3 separate regions of the Mus musculus genome follow, and regions 1 and 2 are each linked to region 3. The links are chromatin contacts, called in public promoter capture Hi-C maps. All regions are on one chromosome and are shown on one strand. The core of a region is the stretch at or near the end of the contact, and the rest is flanking DNA. Distances in the headings are between cores, read along the strand shown.

What was found. Promoter capture Hi-C pulls out the DNA fragments that hold promoters and counts their contacts.
Region 1: a contact with region 3 is called in a promoter capture Hi-C map of hippocampal neurons, with 3 times the contacts expected there. A contact is called at or near these places in 1 of 39 promoter capture datasets (hippocampal neurons), 1 of 130 datasets of targeted methods (embryonic stem cells) and 1 of 9 other capture datasets (embryonic stem cells).
Region 2: a promoter capture Hi-C map of hippocampal neurons shows a contact between it and region 3, with 4 times the contacts expected there. A contact is called at or near these places in 5 of 39 promoter capture datasets (the 3T3-L1 cell line, embryonic stem cells, hippocampal neurons and 2 more), 4 of 484 Hi-C or Micro-C datasets (B cells, the N1E-115 cell line, cerebellum and 1 more) and 5 of 130 datasets of targeted methods (embryonic stem cells, large pre-B cells, microglia and 2 more).

The regions. Positions count from the first base shown.
Region 1 is chr15:74,901,110-74,903,809 of GRCm38.p6, forward strand. No RefSeq gene overlaps it. Among named protein-coding and RNA genes, the nearest start is that of Ly6m, 21 kb to the left of the region's middle.
Region 2 is chr15:74,762,295-74,764,994 of GRCm38.p6, forward strand. Ly6d (lymphocyte antigen 6 complex, locus D) reads right to left here and starts at 1,273. Exons shown (of 3, transcript NM_010742.1): 1 at 1,215-1,273; 2 at 457-555; 3 at 1-294. The coding sequence starts at 1,266. The coding sequence ends at 62.
Region 3 is chr15:75,677,525-75,680,224 of GRCm38.p6, forward strand. It overlaps Top1mt (DNA topoisomerase 1, mitochondrial), which reads right to left and starts at 1,276. Exons shown (of 14, transcript NM_028404.3): 1 at 1,129-1,276. The coding sequence starts at 1,232.

The sequences.
Region 1 (2,700 bases), core at 47-2,546, 780 kb before region 3:
TACCCACCTGCTTCCACTCTCTCTGGTAATTTCAATAACATGAGCTCATTCTGCAGCCTCCAGGAGAACAGCTTCAAGGAGACTCATTTCTACCTTCAAAGATGGACCCTGGAGTGTCTTGCAGCCTAGGAAGTGCCCAGCCTAGAAAGAAGAGCGAGGTTACCAGCACTATGGTCCTACTATGCTTAAGGTTGTCACAAAGGTCTGCCTAGGGCTGTACTGGAAAATAGAAAGTTGTGTCTCAGTACTGCTGTTTTAGTAGGAGTGGCCAGTAGCTCTGGGGTTGGGGACTGAGGTGCCATGGGACATTACTGGGAGGCTCTCTAGCCAGCAAAGAAGTGGCCAGAACAAAGATCCACATGAACTAGACAGAGGGTCTAGAACACTGGATTGACCTTTCTAGTTAGGCCAGTCCAAGATGGACATTCCACAAATACCCATCAAACAACTGGTTGCATAATATGCATCCATTCAATACATGAACACAACCCCCACTTTTTTTTTTAAAAAAAGTGAGAAACCAGTGATGTATTTATAATTCCATCCTTAGGCTAAATCAAGAGGATCACAAGCTTAGCCGCAGTTACATAAAAAGATTGTTTTTTTTAAAGAAAGTCAAGTGTCTATAAACTACACACAGACCTCCTGTCCTTTGTGATAACCCAGGCTTTCCTCTTCTACTCCAGGAAGTTTTAGCACAAATACTTCTTCTCCGTGTGCACATTTTTTTCAGGTTTGTTGTGTTTGTTTGTTTGTTTGTTTGTTTGTGACGGAGTCTCACATAGCCAAGGCTGGTCTCAAACTCCCTAAGTTACCAAGGATAACCTTGAACTGATCTTCCTGCCTCTACATCCCAAATGCTGCGATTATGGGTATGCTGCATCAGACTGTTTCATCGGATGCTGGAGATTGGACCTATGTCTTTATTCATGCTGCCAACTGGGCTATATGCCCAGCTCTTTGTCCACATTTTAAAACCTTTTTTAAAAAAATTTTTATTTTATATATATGAGTTTTTTCCCTTCATGTATGTCTGTGTACCCTGTGTGTGCCTGATGGCTGAGCAGGCCACCAGAGAATGTCAGATCCCCTGGGACTGGAGTTACAGGCATTGTGAGCTGCTATGTGGATAGTGGGAATTAAAATCAGATCCCCTGGAAGAGCAGCCAGTGCTCTAACCACTGAGAAACCTCTCCAGCCCACTTGTCCATGTTCACACAAGCATTTCTCCTGTGGCATAATAACCTCTCGACATCACTGTAACAGCTGCAAACAGCCTGGAGGCCAGACTGCGTTGCTTAGCAACGCCTTTACTCTCTGGATCACTTGATCTGTTTATCTGAAGCAGAAACAGTCAAGCACCTCCTGATTGGTCCCACAAAATACCAACCCATTTGCTCGCTCCACTGTTTTCTGTCCATTTATCATCCATCCCTATGCCGCTCTCTACACAGATCTTGGGTTTGGATATGGCTATTCCTACTTGTTCTCACTTGTTGGCCTTGGCTGTTTTTGTTTTAAGAAAGTATTTTCCCTGAGGTTGTAGCTTAGTGAGGCAGCAACATGCCTAGAGCACGTCACCTTGTCGCAGGATTTTCCCTGTCCAATTACATTAGTGCAGAGGAGGCCTGTAGTTGGACAGGGAAATGGGGAGGTAGAGCTAAGAGAGAGAAAGAGAGAGAGATACAGAGAAAGAGAGACAGAGAGAGACACAGAGAGAGCATCTCAGAGCAGGGAAAGAAGAACTGTGGTTGTGGACGTGGATGTGGACGTGAACCCCCATGGTGATTACCAGCCACAAGTAGCTATGATTTCACAAGGTTAGAAATATTGGGATAAAGCTTTTATCATTATCAGTTGCCTCTGACATTATTGTATTGGCACCTTGTAAATTGTGATATTATTGATATATAAATCCAATTGGTTAGCTTTAAGCTTAAGAGTCTTGATTTTACCAGGTTACTGGGTATTGTGTTATCAAACCTCAAGGATGGCAGATCTATTTGGTTACTGGAGTGTGGGACCGCTTGTTACAGGAGATTATAGCAGAGATGGAACTAGTAGCTCCCGGGAAAAGTGAGCCAGATGCTGTGGGGGCTAGCTCCAAAGAGTTGGCGGCGGTGGCAGGAGCCCAAGAGTGTGGTTGGACCATGTAGAGAGCTGGCAGGTTCATTTTTTAATATTTCCTGTGTTTGAGTCCTACCCCTTTAGCCACTCTGGAGAAAGAGATTTGACCTTTTCTGTTTGACCTTCCTGCTTTCTAAATCACACATGTCCTTTAACTCTCAAGGCTGTGGTGTTTGCTGAATCTCTCCGTTTACAACAGACCCTCTTTGTAGAATGGGACCTGTGGGCTTCTCTGAGTTAGGGTAAGTATGAGACCCTCAAACTCTGACCTCTGTTTCTAAGAAAACTTTGGTTTCCGCTCATCAGAGCTCTTCAGACCCACGTACCTCACCCCCATCCCCTGCCTCAGCCCTAATTCTGGTCATGGATTTGAATTCAGTGGGGGAAGGTACAATGTCAAAGACACAGGAAAAGATCAGAGATGAAGAGATGGCAGGGAGGAAAGACAGGAAGCCTTGGGCACTCAGGGGAAGGGGCAAGAACAGGACAGGACATGGAGAAAAGCCTCTACAGATGGAGAACCTGAAACAAGGCCCTTGGGTCCTTGGCCCAGAGCCCTGTCAAGCCCACTTC
Region 2 (2,700 bases), core at 23-2,522, 920 kb before region 3:
ATGGGCCGTGGGGACACTGACGACTAGAAGGGAAGGGGCAAGGGAAATTCCAAGCAGTACATTACAGGCAGAGAGCCATAACAGTGAGCAGGCTGAGGCTCGTTGCCAGGCCCAGGGTGACACTGCTGAGCAGGGCATGTCCAGGTGCAGCGCTGACCAGCCTCTCGTTGCATAGGTCAGTCTGGCAGCATTGTGTGACCTCGGAACCACTGCTGACATGGCCCTGCTGGCTGTAGTCGGAGGTGCATGAGTTTGCACACTCTTTCCTCACCAGGTTCCCATTCAGAGGCTCCACTGCACACAGAAAGGAAAAGGGCATCAGGCCTGACTTAGTGTACCCTGGCTCCCACCGAGCATCACCCACTCTTGACCACCACTTTCACCACGACTGGCCCATTCCCAGGATCAAGCCTAGGGCTGATCTCTTGGCCCTGAGGGACTTGGGCTGCCACTCACCTGAGGTGACGGTTTTGCAGAAGTAGAAGTTGGACGGGCAGACCTGAGGGTTCTTACAGTTGGCACTGTTGGTGCACACGTGACATCGAAGTGCCCAGGCTGAAGGATGAGGGTTATTGAGTCAGTCAAGTAAAGGTCTTTGCCCCAACCAGAGCCTTCGGAATTTGTCACCCTAACCTCTGCCCCAGATGCCACAAAGCTCGTGCCTGTGTTTGGCTCAGAGGGTGTCTAGATATTCCTTAAAGCCCTAGAGAGGACATTCTAGTCAGTGCCACCCCTGGGCAGAGGTGAGAAAGCAGAGGGAGTACGGAGAAGAGAGACTTTTCAAGAACCTCAGGAGATTCCTGGTCTTTGCTAAGTGTCCTCCACACCAAAGGTCTGAATTCTGAAGAGCCCGGAGAAAGAGGGACTTGACCACCCTAGTGTTGCCCAGGACAGATAAGAGGTGGCAAAGGCAGTAAGGGAAACCTCTCAAGATATCTCCAGCTCTCCTCTCTCTCAAAATGCCCCTTTTCTAAGAGTTAGTGCAAAAATTGCCTGATTCTGAAATAGTGTGATTTTAAGATCCGGTGAGTTAAGATATCAAACTCATTTTGTTTTAAATGTTAAGAGCCAAGCACCCCTAGCGTTCTCCGAGCCTAAATTCCATCTTCCCTCATTTGATGACATTCTGTCAAGCCCAGCCTGCCTAGGGATGAGTGTCTAGCATCTAGACAAAGCTATCCACCCCTTCCCAGCCCCCAAGTGCAGCCGCTCACCTGGGCTAGTGGCCACAGCCAAGACAAGGAGGACGAGCAGAGCTGTCTTCATCCTAAACATCATCTGGAAGCACTGGGGACCCTTTCTCTCCCCAGATCTTATAGATGAGACAGGAGCTGTGGGAGGATCGAGGGCAGGCCAGAAAGCAGCATGCAAATCAGGTCCACCCCACCCTTCCTGGCCCCATGCCCTCAGTACAGGCTTGGCTTCTGCCACCTGGAGGGACTGGAGTGCCTGGTCCCCTCAGCCCCGCAGCCTTCCTGAGCAGGGTTGGCTGTGGTCAGAAGCCTGGCAGACCATTCTGGTTCTTGCTCCAGACACTGGATGCTGTTGAGTCTCCATCCCTCCTGCTGTTGTCTCTGCCGCTCTCTCTGGCTCTCCGTTTCCTTGTGGATTGCGTGCCTGTACCTGGGTCACCTTGTCTTTGCCTTTCTGTTTCTGTCTGTTACTCTCGGCATCTAATCACCACTGGGTAACTCTTTCAGTCACAGCCTATGCTGGAAGTCTCAATACCTACAGGTTGGGAGGCGCAGAGCACCTTCTTCTGCTCTGGGCTCAGTGCATCGTTGACCCAGTGGGGACTTGGATCAAGGACCCAACCCCAGGGGAAACAAATGGTCCTTGTGGAGGTGACTGTGGGGTCAGGAGAGAGAAGTGAGTCTCTGTGTGTGCTGGGTATGGCCAGGTTAGGGCTATGAAGATCCCAGATCAAGTGAAGCAAAGCTATGGCTACTTGTTGGGGTCAGCGGACAAGTGTCCTTAGAACTTTCATGTGGTTCTTCTTGAGGCAGGTTTTGGACTTGGCAGGACCTGGAATCTGGAAGTCACTTGGATAAGAGCCCCTGGAGAAGGTCCAGCTCTGTCCCAAGCCTTCCCCTGTGTTGCTAGGTAATATCTGCCTCCCCTGGATTTGCTTATGGCACCTGGAAGGCCACAGGAAAGGCCTGAAATTCAGGGTCCCTGCTTCCTTGGAAAGGCCCGTACAGCTCCAGCCCCTCTTCCCTGAATACATCAGACATAGGGAGAATGAGTGGGCAGAGGGATAGGAGGGTGGTTCTGAGCCTTGGGAACAGAACTTGGGACTCCGTGACAGGGCGGTGACAGAAGAGTTGGCAAACAGGGGAAGATGAGTCATTGGAAAACTGCTGGAAAAACAGGTTTGGAGCTACTCCTGGGCTCAGTGGAGTTCTGGGGTCTGGGAATGAAGGGCAGACAAGAAATGGGGAGTCTGGGCCTGAGATTGAGAGCAGGGTGCAACAGGCTTCACACTTACACCCTGGGTAGGAGGATGTATCGGCATGCTTGCTTGCTCCCAGGGACCTCAGCCTTCATGTTGGGTCTTGGATCTGTGAGATCCATGGTGAGAAGGGTCTTTGTCCTTGGAAGATCTGCTAGGAGGATGTGTCAGCTGTCTGTTCCCAGCTGTGCTCTATAGAAGTATAAAAGAGCCACATACTAAATTTGTCCTTAGAAGACTCTGTGATT
Region 3 (2,700 bases), core at 26-2,525:
GTAAGGAGCGGGCCGGGCTTCATAAACAGAGCAGCTCTTGCAAAGTAGCCAGAACTTGGATGCCTGAGGGGTGTGAGGGGTGAGAGGTGTCCCATGAACCATGCAGGAGGGAAAAAGAGAAAAGTGGTGGCCAAAGGTTCCCAGAGATAGGGGTTTAAATCCCATTCCGCTTCTCATGTGGGTCTAGGTGGGGAACAGTTCGGTGGCTGCATGCAGAAGTGCTTCGTGACACGACTCAGGCAGCTTTCCTCCAACATTCAGCCCAATTCGATGTCATAAAATGTGGACAAGCACCTCAGAACCTACACTGAGCGGCAAGCTCATTACCCAAACTGCTAGGCGAAGTCTACGGCCATCCCCATTTCACAGACAAGGACACTGAGATTGGGGCTATAAACAACTACTGTGGCGTGGCGTGGCGTGGGTGACATTCCTTTGTCCCACTGGAGAAGAGTATCAAGGAAGTTACCCCGATGTCCTGCTGTGAAGCCCTGTGTCTTCTCCTAGAGGCCACAACTCAGCCCCATTTGGAGAGTCAGGACAGCCCTGTCTTTCCCCTGGAATTTCTAGAGCCTAAGAGCTTAGCTGCCCCAGTCCGGGGCTGAGCTATCAAAAGCAGGTCAGCAGGTCAGCTGTAATGGCTGGCCCTGGAAGGGCTGTCTTCGCTGTGAACCCACCCACCACTCGGGCGATTAGACCAGGACATCCCCGCTCCCCAAGTGCTGTGAGCAACAATCCCACAACCCAGAGCTGGGCGCTTCCGGGAACCTCAGTACACGAGGGAAAGGTTGAAAAATCAGAATCTCACATATAATCTCAGCCTGGACAGCCATCCCAACCCCTAGGAAGTCCCTCGGGGCAGGCTGGTGACGTAAGGTAGGTATTGAAAGCTAAGGCCACGTGACAAAGAGTGTAAGAATCGTGGAGTGGGCCTGAGACCAATCAGGGAATCTGGGAACCACACTCCAAAGGGACCTCCTCCAAACCAAACGCGGCAGCCTGGAGGCCCAGACCCAATTACATGGGTGACCGATTTTTCCCAATGTGTCCGGTGTGGCCCGGCACAGGAGCAGGATTAGGCAAGTCACTGAGCCCTGTCTCGCCTGAGCTCCGTCCCACCCGCCTTACCCGGCTCTGTTCGCCTTCGCGACCCGGGACACCTGACAGGAAGGGACGCGGCAGGGGACATGCTGGAAACGCCGGCACAGGGCTCTGAGCCACAGCAGCAGCATGCGTGTGCGTGCATGCGTGGGCTCTGCCCGCTTTCCGAGGCCACGCCCTTCTGACAGAGCTCCGCCCCCACACGTCCAGGAGTCCCGCCCTGCCCGCCCACCTTGGGAAGGCGTCCCCAGCCAGGGCCGAGCATTGCCCCTCTCCCAGCGCTTCTACCTGCCATGGCAACCTGAGGAAGTCATGAGTAGACACACTTGGTCAGAGGGCCCTATCTACCCATCTAAGTGGCAAAACACCGAGTACCCACACCTCCAGGAGGACGCAGTTGCAGACACCAGCTGCCCTGCTCAAAGCAACTTCCTCTAGGCGACTGACCAACAGCACTGGAAGTCCTGCAAAAACTGCTGTTGCCTAGGCTCGCCGCCAAGAGACCAGGGCCATAAGCCATAGGCTCCCCCCTTCAACACATTCAGATCTGAAGACATGTGTACCAAGATCTCAAGACATTTGTACCAAGCAACAAAAATCTCCTAATCCGCGGACAGCTGCTCCCCGAGCCAGCAGCAGGCAGCCTTGGTATTTCCACTGAAACAGCACACAGGCCTGCAAGAAAGTGGTGAACAGGAAAGGTAAAAAATGAGACGGAGACCAGCAAGAAAGAGCTAGCCTATCCTGTAGGTCCCGCCCACGGTTACCAACTCACTGGATTCCTACTGACATCTAGCGGCCCGAGGCAGGAACAGAGCCGGGGAGAGGCTAGTGGGCCCCCTGCTGGACACGGCCAGTACTACAAAAAGTTTGCTGAGTATGATCAACAGACCAGCAAGACTTTGGGCATTCCAGGTCTGTAGCTGGCTGTCCAGGACCCTTGTACCCTTGAAGACCAGCTGGAGTTGTGACAGTTGGGGAGCATGGCCTCACAGCGTTCATATCCTCATAGCAGGTAAAAGGAGCCCTGTTTGCAACTGAGACCAGGCTTGAGGAAGAATTTCAGGTAGATGATGATGAATGCTGGAGCTGACAGTCAGACCTCCTGAGCCCAAAGTCCGTCATAAGGCTGTTCTGTGACAGCAGTGTCCACTCACACGTCGTAGCCGCCAACAGAGAGCTGGAGGGTGGGGAGGGCTTCATTGTGTAGAAGCCACAATTCAGGATAAGCAGGGGCATTTGACTTCAATACAAACTCAATGCAACCATCTCATTACGAGTAACATACAAGCGTTTTCACGTCGCTTTCCTCAACTTGATGGGCTACAATGGCCTGTGTCTGCCTGTGGGAGTCCACCATCTGCTCTTTACTAGACAAGTTTAATTTCTCTGAATCTCAGCCTCCTCCAGCACCTCCTCCAGAAAGTCTGATAAGAGCGAGGCAGACACATACACACTCAGAGACTTCAACCGCCTCTCTCCCTGGCGCCCCTGAAACCCACAGCTCAAAACTCCACTGCAGCAGCTGGAGAGATGGCACAGCCAATGAGTGCTTGCTGCACCAGCATAAGGGTCTGAGTTTGAGCCCTAGCACCTATG